Regions from separate parts of the Capsicum annuum genome. Here regions 1 and 3 are each linked to region 2. A link is a contact called in public Hi-C data. All regions are on one chromosome and are shown on one strand. Each heading gives the region's core, a stretch centred on a gene start, on an enhancer-like site or on the middle of the called end of the contact. The rest is flanking DNA. Distances are from core to core; before and after follow the strand shown. Region 1 holds the start of LOC107878628 (probable acyl-activating enzyme 17, peroxisomal). Region 2 overlaps LOC107870590 (a long non-coding RNA gene). Region 3 holds the start of LOC107870589 (protein TWIN LOV 1).

The links. Hi-C and Micro-C count contacts between places; a contact is called where the count stands out from the background.
Region 1: a Hi-C map of leaf shows a contact between it and region 2, with 2.6 times the contacts expected there. The contact joins the promoter of LOC107878628 here to the enhancer-like site in region 2. A contact is called at or near these places in 2 of 5 Hi-C or Micro-C datasets (leaf and placenta).
Region 3: a Hi-C map of leaf shows a contact between it and region 2, with 4 times the contacts expected there. The contact joins the promoter of LOC107870589 here to the enhancer-like site in region 2. A contact is called at or near these places in 4 of 5 Hi-C or Micro-C datasets (bud, leaf, pericarp and 1 more).

Annotation. Positions count from the first base shown.
Region 1 is chr5:154,061,530-154,065,512 of UCD10Xv1.1, forward strand. It overlaps LOC107878628 (probable acyl-activating enzyme 17, peroxisomal), which reads right to left and starts at 1,383. Exons shown (of 14, transcript XM_047413210.1): 1 at 860-1,383; 2 at 101-230. The coding sequence starts at 1,113.
Region 2 is chr5:154,196,631-154,200,506 of UCD10Xv1.1, forward strand. LOC107870590 (a long non-coding RNA gene) reads left to right here. Exons shown (of 4, transcript XR_007055938.1): 2 at 1-852; 3 at 943-1,078; 4 at 1,593-2,423. Among protein-coding and RNA genes, the nearest start is that of LOC107870590, 6.5 kb to the left of the region's middle. Within about 2 kb of position 2,096, at least 3 of the 5 cell types and tissues checked have an H3K27ac peak or open chromatin away from gene starts, as enhancers often do. A contact at or near this core is called in bud and leaf, where this site is marked.
Region 3 is chr5:154,379,155-154,382,763 of UCD10Xv1.1, forward strand. It overlaps LOC107870589 (protein TWIN LOV 1), which reads left to right and starts at 2,009. Exons shown (of 10, transcript XR_007055950.1): 1 at 2,009-2,201; 2 at 2,376-2,606; 3 at 3,018-3,227; 4 at 3,472-3,609.

The sequences.
Region 1 (3,983 bases), core at 133-2,632, 140 kb before region 2:
GAAATGAGAGAGTCAACAAACACATGATTCCTTATTAGCACCAAAATCACAACAGAAGTCCAATAATCAGGAATTCATCTTCAGAGTACACTCAACCTACCTCTTGGTCGGAGACTGAAAATCTCTGAAAATCAGCGAAGCTAGAGATTGGGTCTTCATATTTTGATCCCAAGAACTCCTTTCCATGCCTCTCCAGAAGCTGGCCAATATTCGTCAACTGTGCATTTTTTCTGTTCCAGAAAAAAAAATTGGCATTAAAAATAAATTCAAACAAATTTAAGTTCCGGAAATTCTATAACACACGCAATGTCTTATTTTTTCCATATGCAAAATCTAGTGCAGTCGGAAAAGAATCACCATTCACACTTATCAACCAAAAGAAAAAGGAACAAAGCAAAGGGGAGATGATCAGTCAAGTATACGAGAAATATAGAAAATTGGCATGATATTTTGATATCCAATACACCTTTTGACAAGAAAACCCACAAAACCATGTCGCATGATGGTACGTACACTCATCTATTAATGCCAGCTTATCACTATTTATCAGTCTTTGTATCACCCAGTTAATTCTTGAACATAACTCCATGCTTGAAATTAAGTTACAAAGACTTTTCACATATACATTAACAAACTTAGTCTCTGTGAGCTTCACAGGCATAGCCAGTCACAATTCCAGATAAAGCACAGCGGTGATGAAGTTGATATCATCGTAAAAATAGTCGAATTGCCAACCCAACTTATTCAGAATTGAAGCCTCTATGCAAAAGAGCTTATAAAACTTAAGACGAGGTGAATGAATAAAATGAATCATAAAAAGAATGATAATTAAAGCAAAGGAAAGAGAAGAGGGTCTAACGGGTCGGGTAACCAGGCAGGCGGGTTAGGGCCAAAATCCTTGTAGCAGCCATAGTACATCATCTGGTGGAACGAGAAAGGAAGGTTTGGAGTGAGTATTTGTTTGGAGATATGGTGCCATGTTTGGGGAGTGGCAGACCCGTAATTACCAACTATTTGGGTTAATTTCTCGTGAAGTTCAGAGGGTATTCCCTGAGCTTCGAAGTCGGCGACGGTGACGGAATCTAAGCTCTTGTAATTCTGATGATGACCCATATCCTCCACACACCCCACACCCACACCCACTTGTGAAGTAGTAATAAAGAGTGTGATTACACACAAATTAGAGCAAATGGGTGAAGCAATCAATCAAACACCTTCAAGTTGTTGGATATTATTAATTAATTACTTAGATGAAGAGAAACAAACATGAATTTGAATGATTAGAAACGTGTTCCGTGGCTGCCAAATCTACCAATTTTTTAATCTTTCTTGTTAGAGGGAGATTGGTCTATCTTAAGACACTATTTGATGGTACATAAAGATCGAGGGAACTTACGCCACGTAACTATACAAAATTAAAAAACTTTTAGCACCATATTCTTATTCTTAAAATAAATCTTCATTTAATTTATTTGATCTATTTGAGTCGGCGACTGAAAGGTTCCCTCAACTTAAAAAAATAATTAATTTATGGTCTCAAATTAAAAAGTAACAAAAGTAGATTTGATGCACTTTGTTTTGTGCACTTTGATTTCTTTTCAAAAACGTTTGAGATTGACGAGGTTAAAAGTGGATATTGCACAGGAAAAAAAAGGCAAAACTCTAGGATTTTAAATTTGTTTCAAAAATTCACTTAAATTCCTAAACTAAGGTTTATACCTATCAAATCCCTAAATTTTAAATTTTGTTTCAATTGGGCGTTTTTTACCTAATCAACAACAGACACAAAGTGTGTGTAATACACTCGCCTGACGTGGCAAAATTAGTCAATTAAAAAAAATACGCGGCAAAAAAATAATACGTGAAATTACTGATTTTTTATATTTTTCTATTTAATTATCTATTTAATAATAATTTTAATTAAAAAAAACACCCCCAATTCCGCCCGTCGTCATCTTCACACCACCCCTCCCCCGTTTCACAGCTCTCTCACACACAAACACACGCATTCACTCACACGCACACAGTTTACACACATACACGAGAGCAGCAACACAGTAAACATTTTTCGACGAGACTCGTCGAAAAATCAACTCCAAAATCAGACACAAACACATACATTCACTCACACACATAGAGAGTTCACTCACGCACACTCACAGTTCACACACACACACGAGAAAGTAGCAACACAGTCAACGTTTTCCGGCGAGACTCACCGGAAAATCAACTCCAAAAAAGAAAGAATTTTTTTCCCAAATCTTTGATGTTGTTGACAATGGTGAAGAATGGTTACTTCTTTGATGTAGTCTTTAATGGTTAAGATTGATTAGTGATTTTGTTATTATTCGGAGTTGCTAATTTTCAACTGATTTGATGGATTTTGGTTTGAAGCTTTTCTTCAAATTGTTGCAATGGAAATAATATTTGAGGAAACAATAATCATGTTCACTGCTAATAGATTCAAATCTTGTGCAAAGGAAACAATTTTGTGCTTAATGGATCTTGTTCACTGCTAATTGTTGGGGGGGGGGTGTTTGTGAAGAAGAAGTTGACTGTGGGGCGTGGGGGGAGCTTTTCATTTAAAAAAAAATTAAAATATTAGAATAATTAAAAATTAAATTAATAAAATAATTTAAATATAATTTTTTTAATAAAAAAAATAAAATATTATTTAATTTACTATTCGCACGCTCACACTTTCCTTGCCAAATTAGCATTTTGTGCCTGATAGGTATCAATTTTAGTACTTGAGGTGCCTAATAGGTACAAGCCTTAGTTGAGGGTTCTAAGTGAATTTTCGAGATAAATTTGAGGCCCTATCGATTGGTTTGACCAAAAAAAAATATATTATCCATTTTTTTTAATGTTACACTAGTTTTGTGCATTATTATTTTTTTTCACATATTGCACTATTAATTATTTTTAATATAATGCACTTATTTATGCACTATTCATTTTTTCACATATTGCACAAAAATAGTGCATTATTCATTATTTTTCATTTTGTGCACTTTTTTTTCATTTATTTTTAGTGCACTATTTTACTGCACTATCCTTTTATTTATTTCATATAATGCAATTTTCTTTTTTTTTATTTAGTACGTATTTAATTTATTTCATATAGTGCACTATTCAATGCACTATCTTTTTTTGTCATACATTATATTAAAATTTGAATTTTCTTTTAATTTTGTCATATGTCGCACTATTTTAATGTACTATCTATTATTTTTTATTTAATTCATTTAATGAAACATCAACTTTCAGAATGTGACAGTGAAATTAAGAAAAAGAAATCTCTATGGAAGATGGATCTACATGCCCTTGGAGTTTCATACAAAATCAAGTGGTTGAATCAACAATTTGTCATGCTCGAGATGTTGATAGAAAAACAAAAGCTTTCTGAAAATGGTGAAAACAGTAATAATGGATGATATGATACGCAAGCATTTCATGCATTGATGTCTATATTGAATAAATAAGTTGCTCGTTACGAGTCTCTTTAGGAAAAAAATAACGATCTATGCAAGTGGATGGTATTTCCCTGGTCTCTACTAAGTATTATTCTTCACATGAAAATGTTTCTGTTTTGTTGATTGAAACATAAATGCTAATGATCACTTTTTGTGTGAAATGCAGCATGAAAATGACCTTAATATAAATTGTGAAGGTTCGATTATACGAAAAACAAAGAAAGAAATTAAGATGCTAGAGCACTTTCTTGAAGAAACATTTCAATTGAAAAAATACATAGTAGCAACCAGAGGCGGATCCAAGATCTGAACTCACCGAATGCCAAGTAATTCAATAGGATTATTCATCTTTTCGGTCTATAGGACAATTAACAAATCAATCAATAATAAAAGAACAATAATAAACTGACTTTTGTCGGCGACGATGAAATACGAGCGGCGACAACAATAAACCAGAGTTCAGAAGTCGAAGTCGAGAAATAGAGAGAGCCAACGAGGTCGTGAAAT
Region 2 (3,876 bases), core at 846-3,345:
ACACCACATCAGTTGAAAAGTCAACGACTGCCTTTGAACAAAGAAACAAACATGCACATGATCAGGATGCGGAGTCTTCTACTGCCGAATCGTCTGGTACTGACAGTGATCCCAATAGACCTTGCATCAATACTGTCGTTAGAAGCATTAGTATTAAGAAGTACGACGTGAAGATGCCGTTGGATGAACACAAAAATCTGTGTGTTGAGGTTATTGTGAAATCAGGTATGGGGAAGTCATGGAATGAGTTTAGGAAGATACTTAGGGAACAAAAGTTGGAGAAATTCTTTCGGTCAAGTTGTTCGGGTCACTTTCTAAACCTGCCTGATAATATTGTTGCACGATTTCAAATGACTGTGGTGAGTAATCTTCTGCTTCGCAGGGTGATTTGTAAGAAAAAAGAGGAGGTCTGGGTAAACTATTGTGGCATGCTGGTTTGTTTTGGCATGAAGGAGTTTGTCTTGGTAACTGGATTGAGATGTCATCCTCTTCCTGTCACTATTAGAGTTGGAGAAGTCTAAAAAATGAGGGTAAAGAGTTGGTAGACTTTGTGGGGAAGAGCTTTAAGTAAAAAGTTTGCTAACCTTATTGACTTCTGAATCAGTCTCATCTCAAGAGATTACAAGAAGTCACTCTGCTTAGTTTGGTTTGTGCACAATATTCTTTGTGCAAGAGATGTTAACAAGAATGTTGAAAAGGATTGGGTTATACTGTCAGCCAACAAAGAGGCATTTCAATGCATTTCCATGGGGTAGAGAAAGCTTTAAGCTCACTATTGAGTATCTCCCGAGAGAGATGAAGCCAAGGGTAATAAAGACCATCAACCTCTATGGTTTTCCATGGTCTTTCATGGTAAACTTTTTTCAATGTTTTTTGTTTTTATTGATTTTGAGTTCAATTATTATTATGATCGTCTCTGACATCATTTTATCTGTGCTTGAGCATTTGAAGCCATTCTTCACCTCCGCCATCAAGTTAAGGACTTCTCAGAGGACGTGTCTTGTCCACGGATCCTTAGATGGCTGGCCGCGAGATCCAACAATCCTGATGTTGATCTGTTTCAACCCCCTAGGACGCGGTAAGCCTTACAACACATGTGCATAAAGTAACTTAATTTCTACCCCTTTGAATATTTTGGAACAAACTTTTAATCTTTTGTTATAACTATTATACTCGTTGGACATTATCCAACATATTACTAAGTTGTTGCAATAAATCAAGTTATTTGTTAAAATTATCCTAACAACTATTGTAGTTGTTGCAATCATTCCTCTATGTGTTGCAATCTATTATGACAAATAATATATGGTGAACTGCTGCCATAACCTCTAAATTTGTTGTAGTGATGGCTTGTGTTACAGTTTAGTCCCTTGCATGCTTCTTTAGACTTATGTTGTTGAATTAGTTTGAAAATCCAATAAAGTTGTTAATAAATTCTAAACATGTTGAGAATACCCCATAAATTCATGAAGTTGCAACAACTATGTAATATATTGAACAACAGTTTCTGAATTTGTTGCAATAACTGTTCTAATAAATTGTTGATTTTGATGAGTCAGCGTCATTTTAATATATTTATTTTTGGCATGTAGATTGTGCACCCTGTTTTAGTTCCTAAAAAAAAAAAGTGTTCAAGATGGAAAATATTATCAATTTTGTGCCCTTGGAATCTTGAAACGACGAACTTATTGAATTAAAAAAGTGATTTGACTGGAGCCACAAAACATCAATAGGAATTGGTCTAGGGCTCTTGAGAGTGATGCTAGGAGGAACGATGGTGATAATGTTTATAAAGCAATTGATGATATTGTGGCAAGTGTTGTTGCTGGTTAAACGAAAAATAACGATGAACACAATGTTGTAAGAAGTTATGGTGGTGATGGTAGTGATTTCAGTGGAGATACTCCATTTGGAGTTGGTGGACACGCAGCAGAAACTCCTTTCCAGTTGGCTGGGTGTTCATCTATTGGGGTGGTACTTCCAAGGTGCCATCTTGTTCTTGTGAATGTCACAAGTGCAAAGAGAATATGAAGAAGTTGACAGAGAAAATTGACCCTTTGACCAAAAGTGTTTTCTCTCTTTGGTGAAGGCATCAGAAAGCTAAGAGGCCTTGATTAAAAAGTTCATATCTAAAAGAGGTATCTGGCTATCTTCGTAGATATCATCTCCTTTCATTCCTAGCTTTATAAAGAGGAAAGCACAACAAATTTCGAAGGGCAGTTGGGCATGTCAAAGAGAAGACAACTAATACTCCAAAGAAGCACGCAGATGATAAAGAATTGGAGCGCCCTAAGTTGGGTTGATGAAACATTTGAACAATTTATGTTTATGTTTATGTTTTTGTTAAACAATTTATATTTCTATTATGTCTATATTTGCTATATTTAGTGGATCTGTGTTCAATATATTCTATGTTTGGTAAAGAATCTGTTGCAACAAGTTATTACACTAGGTCCCCAAACTGTTCTAAACGTCCCAATAAGTAATACAGTAATTGTTGCAACAAGTCAGATTACTTATTTGAAAGATCTTAGCAAGTAGCAAGCTTGTTACAACAATTCATGTAAATTGTTGGAAATGCCTAACAAGTGGACAAGTTTGTTCAACAGATTCTAAGTTATTGCACTAATATTTTCAATTTACTGCCACGAAATGGTCGGACTTGCTCCAACTCATTTCAAACTCCTGAATTTCTGAGCTAAAGCATCCAATCCAAAACTAGACCAATGGAATAGACACTAGAAGGGACTCCTTTGAAGCAACAAAAGCCAAGTGATTCTTTCCTATACACAAACCTCCTACTCCAGCTCACAATGTGCGAATCTGTTCTTGATTCGTTCCTATCTTGTAGGACTTGTGTATACACTATTTAAACCCCAATTGTTTAATTCTTATGGATGTGATCTTCTGTATTATACATTTCTAGTGTCACTTTCGTGCAGGGGCGGAGCCAGCCTTTTATTAGGGGGTTCGGCGGATTAATAATTAAAATGATTTTTATGTATATATTGTAGATGTTGAACCCCCTTCGGCTATGAATACTATTCAGATTCTTTTTAAAATATGATATATTCCCTCAAAACTCACTTTGTTATTTTCCTCTCTATATGCGTGTAAAATGAATTAAAATAACTTAATTTATTATCAAATGAATTATAATGCAATGGATTATAATCACGTATTGAATTATTTATTTTCCTCTCTCATTTGACAATTATTTATTTTCCTCTCACTTTGTTATTAAAAATATTGAATTATTCTAGTAATTATAACTTACACCTCAAAACTCTCTCACTATTGTAGTAATTCATTTTCTAGTTACATCTTATCACAATAATTTTTAATCGATATAGCTTTTTTTAATAATTTAGATAGTTCAATAATTATATTTAACATAATTTATTTATTTATATTTTTAAATATTTTAATTATCACTCAAATAATGTTTGTTGTTTAAGTTAATACTTTATCTAAATATTTTTTTCATATAATATTTTATTACTTTTAAAATTTGAATTTCATATTTATTACAAATAAATAAATTACATATATTTAGAAGTTAAAAAAAACAAATAGTCTTAATCATTCAGTATTCAGATCTAGAAACAACATCTTAATCATTTAGACATCCATTGAGATTCAGACGTCTTAATCTTAAAAAACCAAATGCACCTAAGTGCTACTTTAAATGCATTCATATCATAGGATCTACAAAGTTACATTGGAAATAATACTTACCAGGATGTCTTACTTAATGGAGTTCAGAATCAAAATATGTTATGAAATTAAAAATAGTATTAAAATATGTCATGTATATAAAAGATGACCATAATATGTTTATTCAATTTTTAAGTGAGTTATATGAATTGTCTTTAA
Region 3 (3,609 bases), core at 759-3,258, 180 kb after region 2:
ATTTAAAAGTCATGAAGTTAGTGATATTATTAAGAGTAGATTTTTTTTTGTAATTATATAGAGATATAAATTTTACTTAATACAAATCAATTATATTAATTAGAAAGGAAGATAAAGACAATTAACAAAATATTTAGAGTTTGAAAATTTTAAAAAAATTGAGAGAGAAAAAAAATGGACTTCTTGAACTTAACTAATTGAAGGTTATGAATATAAAAGGTTTAAGAGTTATAGACATTACTAATATTTAAGAGTAGAATTTATTAATTGAATGTATACACTCTTAAGTATATAAATATTTTTATGTGAATTTTCATCAATTACGTATTTTCAGTCTTCTAAAATTTTGATTTTTATATAATATATTCTATAAGTGAAACAATAATTTCATTTTTCTTAAAAGAAAGTAGAGAAAAAGAAAAGATTCCATGAAATTGAATTTATTTTCATGCCTAGTTTTAGTAAGTTTTATACTTGTTTATCATTTATATATATAACACAAATCTAATTATATGAATCTCATATTTTTTATCTTATTTTATCCTTTTCATTTCTCTTTAAACTATAAAATGTGAAAAATCAAAAACTACAATTTCATGAATCAATAAACAACTTTCTTATGAATTAAATGTCATTTAAAAATTCTAAACTAATGTTACATTCTCATATTTTATCAAAAGATTTACTAAAATCGATGTACATAATTGCGGAAGGATCCATAGATACTTTCGTAAGTAGCACACATATACGTTTGCCTTCTTCCTTTGCTTTTACTTTAAAAAATAAACACTCTGGTCTAGACACGTACATAAAAAATTGACATCACCAATGAAAAAAATCAGAAAAATAGTTAACTAAATTAATATAAACTTTTGAAAATGGTATATTGTGAATTGAAGAGGCAAGAAGAACTAACACACATATAAATATAATTTCTCTCAAAAGAATTTTAAACAGTAATAGTTAGATTCTTGTCATCTCAATATCCTATCATTTGTATATCAATCGAGCCTTAAAAGAGTCATAAAAAAATAAACTAAGTGTAGCATGAAACGAAAAAGGACAACTAAATTGTTAACTAAAAGTGCTAAGAGCAGTTGGAGATGTTATATTGTGAATTGAAGAGGAAAGAAGAACTATCACTCATATAAATATAATTTCTCTCAAAAGAATGTTAAACAATAATAATTAGATTCTTGTCATCTCAATATCCTACTTCATTTGTATGTCAATCAAGCCTTAAAAGAGTCAGAAAAAAACAAACTAAGTGTAGCATGAAACGAAAAAGGACAACTAAATTGTTAATTAAAAATGTTAAGAGCAGTTGGAGATGAAGTTTAATAAATCAAAAATATAAAAAATATTGCACTTTGAACTATATCTTGGCCGGTGAGACTTTTCTTTTGTTGCTATATGCTATGTCTCATACCCACGGTGAGATAAGGACAAGAAAAACAGTTATGATAGTAATCTTCTTTTCATCTACAATTAAAATTTTAATAAGATTAAGATTAAAAGAAATACAAGATTGCCAAAAATTAATTAATGGGCACATAACATAAAAGAAAATTGTTCTAATAAAGTAATACATAACTCTTTACAAAAATATAAAAATGTACGAAGTTTGTTAATAGACGATGCACAGAATAAAAGAAATCTACTCTAAAAAAATAAATAAAGCTTAAAGGAGTGATTTTCAAAATGCACGTACCTTTTAAGAAATAATTGTGATTAGATTTTTTCAAGAAACCATTGTTTCACACTATTTAAAGAAAAAATTGTTATTCGATTTTTTAATACAAAATTAAATAATTGGAGGTTATGAATATAAAAGGTTTTAAAGTTATGAATTTTATTAATATTAATTAAGAGTGTAATTTATTATGAATATAGAGAGATGTTTGTTATGAAAATAATTTTTAAAATAAAATAATTGAAGAAAATGAAAGAAAAATTCCCCCCAAAAAAAAAAAAAAGATAAATAGAATCTTTGGTGAAAGAGAGGCACTTTCTTCTACTGCTACAGTGAAAAAAAATTTGTTTTATGGGAAGCAGTGGAAAGCTTAGTGTATGGGAGAGGTAGTGGCCTGATTTTGGAAAATCTTTGTTGATGAGTCAAGATTATTTTATAAGAAGAAGGTTGGGAGGAAAATTTTTGAATGAGCAGTAGATTTATTTTCCTAATTTATTTAAAATTTAAGGTTAGTTTCACCTTCTTAAAGCTTCATTATTTACTTACGTGTCTGTTTCAACTTCAATTAATCTCTTCCACCGTTTTTCTCCACATCTCTAACATTCTTCTCATAAAATTTTCTACTATGAAAAAGTTATTGATGGTTATTGCTAATTCTGGGTTGCACTGAACATGCTATTAGGACATTATTTATTTATAATGGCGTCGATTGCACCGCCGGTGACATTCCGAGTTTCGTACCTCAACTACCTGGATTTTTCTGAGCTTCGTATCTCAACCTGAACTATTCGATTTTTTGAGTTTCCACCATTCCACATCAGCAACATCTGTCATCGGAAAAATCACCAGAGAAGTCGCGAGTGGCGTTCTGCGAAAGCATCAAAAGAGATGGCATGGGAACCGTTACATTCAGGTCCATGGAATTCAGTTGTACCCATATGGAGAGATGCATATTGTAATATAAAACCCCCATTTTCGCAATCCTATTTGCATTATGTAATTAATGGGTTTAGGTTATTCATGGAATGCCCTGATGAAGGAGTGTGATCCAAATCTTAAGTTATACACCATTTTTGTCTATTCGGTTTGAGTACCTCTTTAAATTTTCATTTATAGCATTTTGGTTTATTTTTCCCAGTTGTTTTTTCTATTGAAAAATTTGAATGCAGCTTACGAATTAAATCAGTGAATACATGTTTTCTAGACGAGCTTATAAGTGAGATCCTCTAAGCTTTCAAATAGTTGAGGTGGTCTAGCATTTACTTGAGTGCTAACAATGTAGTGAGATGATATGTGTGGTTATTTATTTCTTTTGACTTTGCAGGTGCAGCAGTTGTTACCTAGGAAGTCACTGTCTTGTAAGTTAGTAGGGAAAAGGCCAGGCTTATTGTTGGAGGCATTCCCGAAAGACCATTATTTATCAGGATCCCCAATGGTCATCAGAGATTCCATGGATCAATGGCCTGCTAAGAATAAGTGGAATGACATGAATTACCTTAGAAAGGTTGCTGGCTTCCGTACGGTCCCCATTGAGGTGATTAATTTATTCATGTTGTTATTTCAATTTAGCTGAACTCTATATCTGTTGCATAGTCCAACCATATCAAAAAGGTAAGTCCTTTTTTTAAGCAACTGATCAAGAACACAAGTCCTTATAATCTGTTTTGTCCATGCAAGTATATATAAAGAAAATAGGAGATAGAATTACTTCACACATTGATTGATTTGACTGCACATTTTGTCGTTTGAGGAGAGTGAGCATTGTGAATTTGTTTTAGCCATCCAGAGTTGGACTAAATTTATGCCAAGATGGAGCTGGCTGTAGAGAGTCTGTGCTTAGGTGTTATAGAAGGGAAGTCTACTCCATGAGCATGGAACGGGAGCTGCCTGTTACATTGGGTTCAAGCTTGGAATTC